Regions from separate parts of the Hordeum vulgare genome. Here region 1 is linked to region 2. The links are chromatin contacts, called in public Hi-C maps. All regions are on one chromosome and are shown on one strand. Each heading gives the region's core, a stretch centred on a gene start, on an enhancer-like site or on the middle of the called end of the contact. The rest is flanking DNA. Distances are from core to core; before and after follow the strand shown.

The links. Hi-C and Micro-C count contacts between places; a contact is called where the count stands out from the background.
Region 1: a contact with region 2 is called in a Hi-C map of seedling, with 4 times the contacts expected there. The contact joins the promoter of LOC123400977 here to the promoter of LOC123402558 in region 2. A contact is called at or near these places in 3 of 6 Hi-C or Micro-C datasets (leaf and seedling).

Annotation. Positions count from the first base shown.
Region 1 is chr6H:541,171,961-541,175,408 of MorexV3_pseudomolecules_assembly, reverse strand. LOC123400977 (ABC transporter F family member 3) reads left to right here and starts at 1,951. Exons shown (of 18, transcript XM_045094692.1): 1 at 1,951-2,348; 2 at 2,768-2,983; 3 at 3,175-3,364. The coding sequence starts at 2,130.
Region 2 is chr6H:540,849,196-540,852,758 of MorexV3_pseudomolecules_assembly, reverse strand. LOC123402558 (aspartate aminotransferase, chloroplastic) reads right to left here and starts at 1,824. Exons shown (of 11, transcript XM_045096479.1): 1 at 1,655-1,824; 2 at 1,503-1,562; 3 at 1-58. The coding sequence starts at 1,720. LOC123402556 (DNA replication licensing factor MCM5) reads left to right here and starts at 3,471. Exons shown (of 19, transcript XM_045096477.1): 1 at 3,471-3,563.

The sequences.
Region 1 (3,448 bases), core at 702-3,201, 320 kb before region 2:
GGAAGTTGCTCTATATGACTTGATTTGGTGTAATTCGGTTGCTTTCCTTCCATAAATGTTATTTCCTGCCAAACAATGGAAAAGTGAGTTTTCTTCTCTCTTAGAGTATCAGCGTTAGAAATAATTGGGAAATAACGGAAACCAGATGAAAACCAAGCCAAAAGTCCTTATAAGAAGTCATATATTCTCTAGCCATCAAGTGTGTGGGAAGGGTTCTCCATAACACTCTCAAATTTTGACCACACCCTCCAGGGGCATGTGAAGACACCATGCTAGGTCCCGTAAATTACGGACCTTGTATGTTTTTCGTGGATTTAAATGACAACATAACGCAAGTGAGGGTCTAGCCTTGTTTCTCTCGTGCCCATACCTCCTCTACTTTGGTTGCGCGCCAGTTTTTTTGGTGGCTTAAAAAGTAAGCCGCCTTCTTCCCAGCTTTTCTCATAAGTCGGTTCCTTCATTTGTTGGGGCTTCTGAATTAGTTATGGGATACCATTGGCTGGGTGCATTCCAGTTATGCAGAGGCCGGGTGTAATGCTTAAGCCTTTTAAGTAATAAAACGTCCCTTATCGAAAAAAAAGTTATGGGATACCAAATTATAAGCCTCAACAAACTTAGAAAGCGGCTTATTTTTTAAGTTGGGAAGATGCACTTATTTTTTTAAGTTGTCCAAAAGAAATGGCCCTGCATATGTTCTAGGCTTCTAGGTTCGATTGATCATGCGGTCCAACAAAAAATCTGTTGAGGCACACAAAATATTGTCACTTGCATCTCGGTAAAAATCCTAACAATGCATTGCCTCCCATTCTTGCAAACACACCATTAATATTTATCTTTATGAATAGTTTCCGACTGTAGAATCATGTGCATCAGCGTACGGGAGGCAACTTAGAATTCATTTGATTCAACTCCTCAAGAAATCTTAATGTGAAGGAAAGAATGAATGACGGGATTTGACATTTATTCTCATGAATCCTCTTCCGACGAGGTTTAAAAAACATACATATGAGATTCATTACAAAATGATATTTTTTAGTGGGCCACACCAAATGCCGCCAAAGGAAACAAACTTCATATGTTCAACACGGACCGGGCCCGGTACGGACTAATCGTGCCCGGGCCAGGTATGTCCTTGAGGGGTACCCCTTGCCCTTGAGGGTCACTTTGGATGGACTAAGATCGCCATGTGTTTTTTTCCTGTACATGTACTTCAGCTTTTAGATAATTTATTTTCATATGTTTTCTCCGCTTTTCGGTTTTTGCCCGTTTTCATTAGGTTTTGGACGTTTTTTTTTTCAAAAACGATTTTTTTTCTTTCACGAGAGACAAAGATTTGCTTCTATTGATCATATTTGCTTCCTTGAGAGACATATATTTGCTTATTGTGAAGACAGATTTTACTTCCGCGAGAGGCACAACTGTATCTATCAAAAACAGGAAAAATGCATTTTTTCTTCTTCTTCAGTGAGAGCCGCAAGTTTGGTTACCGTGAAGACATGGATTTGCTTTCATGAGAGACACGAAAAAGGGAAAAAAGTGAGAAAAGCTGTGCCTAAGGCTCGATTTTTTCTTTTTTTCAATTTTCCTGTTTTTTCCGTGAAAAATAAGTTCACATAAATCTATTTACATGGATCTAGTTTCAAAGATCTCAAAGTGAGAAATTCAATGATAAAAACGGTTTACAATTTAAACGCATGGTTTAAGAGATAAACCATTTGAATAAATGAATCTACAAAGAAATAGAAAACTTTTAGGTTGAGTTGGCGCACATGCAGTGTGCCATTAACCCATTACTCACAACCTGTATTGGAAGTGGTCTTTGAAAGGGTATCCCTTAATTAGTGATTTTGTAGTTTTTACGTTTTTTTTAGGTACTGTGTTTTTGTGTCTGATAGGGACCTTGCGACGGGCCTCCATAGGCGAAATCCTCACGATCCACAAACCCGAAGGCCCGCACCACCGTCTAAACCCATCCGTCAACCGCCAGCCCATCCATTGGACGAGCTGCCTTCGGCTGAACCCAGCCGCCAGCCCGCGAGCTCGCACCACCGTCTCACCCGCCGCTCCGACCGACCCGAGCCGAGCGAGTAGGGTTTGCCTCGCCGCCGCCGCCGCTCGACGTGCACGCGATGGCGGCGCTCGTGGAGACGAGCATGGGGGTGGTGCGGGAGGTGCTGGGCGACTCCGTCGTCGACGAGGTGGACGAGCCCATCGTCTCCTACATCGCCAACGTCCTCGCCGACCAGGACTTCGACTTCGGCCCCCCCGACGGCCACGGCATCTTCGACGCCCTCGGCGACCTCCTCATCGACGCCCGCTGCGTCTACGACCGCGAGCACTGCCTCGAGGTCTCCCCCCACCCCCGCCCCCGCCCAATCCATCCGGTCGCCATTTCGGTTCCCCAATCTGGGTTGATTCGATAGAGCGTCGATTCTATGGCCCTAGGTTTCGGTTCTAGGTTAGATTCGGGGTATGCTGGCTATGCCATCCGTTTCCAGTCTTGGATGGCCAGAAAACCTAGCTTAATTCGCGCTCAGTCACAGTAAAATCATTCGGTCTTGGGATGCAGTCTAGCTCAACCATCCCCTGATGTGTTCTGTAATGGCTTTTAGCTGTTACTCCTGTGTATGCATTCGGAGTAGTAGTCACTGACCTTTACGACCCCGTGTATGCACATAATGGATTCTGGTGTGGAGAAGTAGATGAATAGTTTGATTTGATCCAACATGACACTGATGCTTTATATTTGGGTTCCTTGTCGATATAGGTCTGCACTAAGCTTTGTGAGAAGTTGGGGAGCCATGGCATCGTCAAACCTAAGGCAGCCGTGCGGAGCCTGGCCACGCCTCTGCGCATGAACGCGGGCATGGAGGAGCAGGTCGCTCCGAAGAAGCCAGAGAATATCTTCGATGCGCCCTTGCTGTCCTCGCGTGACAAGGCCAAGCTCGAACGGAACAAGAGAAAAGAAGACAGGCAAAGAGAGGTGAGCTGCTCGCTCATAGATTGCCAGATGACAAATCTCCATGTCATTGATTTGTTCAATAGGAATTTCAGTAGAAATGCAGTGCTTACCATGTTTCCCCACTTTGACAGAACCTTATATGCAATTTGAAAATGCCTTAACTCCTCATTAAACCTGATTTATATGGTACACCGTGTTGCTTGTTGGTGCAGGCCCAGTACCAAATGCATGTTGCCGAAATGGAGGCGCTCAGGGCTGGAATGCCTCCAGTTTATGTAAATCACAGTAATGTGGGTGGCACAACCATTAGGGATATCCATATGGAGAACTTCAGTGTTACTGTTGGAGGTCGTGATCTTATTCAAGATGTCACCTTAACGCTTGCTTTTGGAAGGCACTATGGTGAGTTACGACTTAGCTTACTATGTATGCCTCAAATTTTCACCTGTTGAGGAGGCTCTCTACCTTTTCAGGACACTTTGCCTG
Region 2 (3,563 bases), core at 575-3,074:
ACACTCCTTCAAAGCGAGAAGCGTGTACTGTAAGTGCCATCGCTATGTGGCCAGTATTCTGCATCCAAAACGGCAAAGTAAGAATTACATTTCAAAGCACAAACCATATCACAAGATGTCAAATATTGGCATGGCACCACAACCAGGCTTCACCGCTTCAGGACACAGCTGATGTCACATACAAAAGGATTATCCATGGAGAAACAGAAATGCTGGCTTAACCAGCTACACTACCAACTGCAATGTGCCTCAACTATGAAAAGAGCAACTCTAGCATGGTCCTATCAGTACCGTAAATATGTATAACTACTTCTATCAGAAGCTTGGACTAAGCACACCATGTTAGAGCAAGTACAATAACACCTAGTCAGCCGGCTGTAGCATGTTCCATGTCAGCGAAGTCGTACGTGGAGAAGTGATACGTGAAGAGAGAGACTTGAGCCAGCACTAGATGTACATCCCGGCTATATCACGGTAAACGAGAGCATAAAGCCTGCATGCAACCCGTGAGTGAGCTTGTAGGCGGCGTTTTACTCCCTACACCAATCCCGTGCGTTTTTCTGCATCCCCAATAGTAAATCATTTAATGCTATAGCCAAGATAATAACCATTCTATAGCCAGTCTATTATTAAGCCAACTATTTACAAAAGGCTTTAGATGACATGGCACAGCTATATAGCCAACAGAAGGCTCTTCTATTAACCATGCTCTTATAGCTGTGCAGAACTAAACGAGCAACTCTAGACTGCTTGTTCTCAAAAGAAGTCAGCATACTTTATGATTTATGATGAACAGAAGTTATTCATAAAGGACACTTGATCCTTCAAATCCTTAAGAGTGTTCCTTATTATTATTATTATTTCTACTTAGTACTCGGTCCTGAGTAGCAGAGCTGAAAGGTCACTGAAAAGTTGAATTAGGAAAGGTGCGTATCAGAGTCATGCTAAGTCTGAACCCCAGGAGACACCAGCAGCCTAGATAAGATTCAGTCATGAAAAGTTGAATTTGGAAAAATCAAAGTCCTGAATCGAGAACACCGCAAGCAAACCACCAGCAGTCCTGAATTGCCAGTCCAGGAAGCAAGTTACGAGGCCACACAAGAAATATAACAGAAAACGTGCATACATCAGAGCTTCGTGGAGGCTGAATCCCAGGAGGGACACCAACAGTCCAAAGCATGTTACTCCATGAACAGCTGCTGTTCTAAAGGCTTGTACTGGCATAGGAGTACTCGCTTAGTTGAATTTTTTATTTTAGAAAGAACAGGGAGCTCGCTTAGTCGATTCTGAACATTACTGTACGCGATAACACTAAACCACTAGCAGCCCTGGATCGGCAGTCCAGGAAGCGGGCTCCTATTTGAGTCGTGCACACCTGAACACCTATGACAGGGCCCGGAAGCATCTGGCACAGCCGCGTTACAGAACCGGCTCCATTCACAGATCAAATGCGGGATCTAAGTAAGCCGGAGCGAGCGGGGACACAGGGTCGGATCATTCACCTTCCTCGCGATCCCTACGCGGCACCCGGCCCTCCCGTCGTTCCTTCCTCCGCCGAACACCTGCGCCCACGACAAAACAGACAGAAAACAGCCTCAGAATCCACTGCCAGAAACAGACGCCGACGGGCAGGTGTGGAGAAGCGGGCCCGTGCCTTGCGCCGGGCGGCGGCGGCGGCGGCGACCGCGGAGGCCGCCGGCGCGGAGAGGGCGGAGGCCATCCGCTGGGGCGAGAGGTGCAGCGTTCGGAGCAGGAGGGGGCGAGGGTGATCTGGGATCAGAGCGGAGCGGGTGGATGGCGATGGCCTTGGAGTCTCCGTCCGAACCGCCGAGGGTCTCTGTTGGACGGATGGATTTATGCTGTCGACTTTTACAGCCGGAGGATTCGAACGGGGGAGGGAGACGTGGTTAAGCCCCGGCCGTCTGATTCTGAGCCACTCCGCTTCGTAAATAAAAACCCAGGTTCTGAGTTTCTCAAAACCGCGGTTTACACCCACGGTATTTCGTGGGTTGAGTTCGAAAAGAAAATTGCTTGTCGATCTTTTCTGTTTGTCAAAAGATAGTGCTAATCGGGTTAAGCCCCGGCCGTCTGATTCTGAGCCACTCCGCTTCGTAAATAAAAACCCAGGTTCTGAGTTTCTCAAAACCGCGGTTTACACCCACGGTATTTCGTGGGTTGAGTTCGAAAAGAAAATTGCTTGTCGATCTTTTCTGTTTGTCAAAAGATAGTGCTAATCGTTAAAGAACTACCTGCTCTGGCGCAACTTGATATTTTAAAACTGAGAAAACAGTATGACACACTGGTCTTTGAAATCTCGACAAGAGAAAATCAATTTGCCTTTTGCCGGTTACTTTGAGGACGACTGGACGAGCAACCATTTGTAATCCAATTCTTAGAACTAACCAACATTGAAAATGTATCGTTGTTTTAATAGAGTAGTGTACATGATATGATCACGTGAAAAGGTTTATTTCAACTCATACATTATCATCGGTTTCGTGTTCTCCTCCTCCTCTTTCCTCAGTTACTTCTAACTCCTCTCTTACTGTTTTCTCTGCCGCCACCCCTCGCATCATTATTTCAATAAACTTTCTTCGTTTCTTAATGTAAGTTATTATAGAGATTTCACTAGAACTACACACGAAGTAAAATGAGTGAATTTATATTTTAAAATATGTCTATATGCATCCATATATAGTTTGCTACCGAAGCCTCTATATTATTTGTATTTAAAAACGAAGGAAGTATTAATTAAGTGAAAGCAAAGGTAAAATGAACATGCTGGTTACTCCCTCTGTTCCTAAATATAAGTTTTTTAGAGGTTCCACAATAAATTACATACGGATGTATAGAGACATACTTTACAGTGTAGATTCATTCATTTTGCTCTGTATGTAGACACCTAGTGAAATTTTTTAAAAGACTTATATTTAGTAACGGAGGGAGTAGATGTTAAATTTTCGTAAGTAGCAAGCCTCCTGTTCGAAGCTACACAATTCTTGTCGATTATAGTATTATTTTGTAGCTGTAACAATGCGGTGTCTGAACTTACTCTACAATCTTCTAGGAAAATGACCAAAACTTTTAAGTTGGAAAATGCTATATTATTTTTTGTGAAAAGCAATGAAATGGAACTCAGGTCATCCGTGCGTAAAGAGGAAACAAAAAAAATTCATAAAGTAATATTATTGAGAAAAAAATATTCCAAGAAATTTTTTGTACAAGAAAAAAAATCAAATAGTATTTTCAGGCAAAAAAGTTTTTTTTTAGATGAACAAGAAAATACTTAGGACGCGCTAAACAACCCACTATCACTCCAGGCCCAAGCCCGCACACAAGTAGCCCAGCAAACGGCCCCGCCCTCGCCGCGCCCAGAACCAAACCCTAGACGGGCGCCGGAGCTCACCACAACAGCCTCCTCCCGCCAAAACGCGCACCGCTTTCCCGCCAAACCATCCTCTCTATTACCCTCTTCGCGCCACCCCACCCATCCCCACCCCCACCCCCCATCGCCGTCACCCCTCCCGTCCTCCTCCCCGCTCCGCGTCCGCACCCCGCCCCCC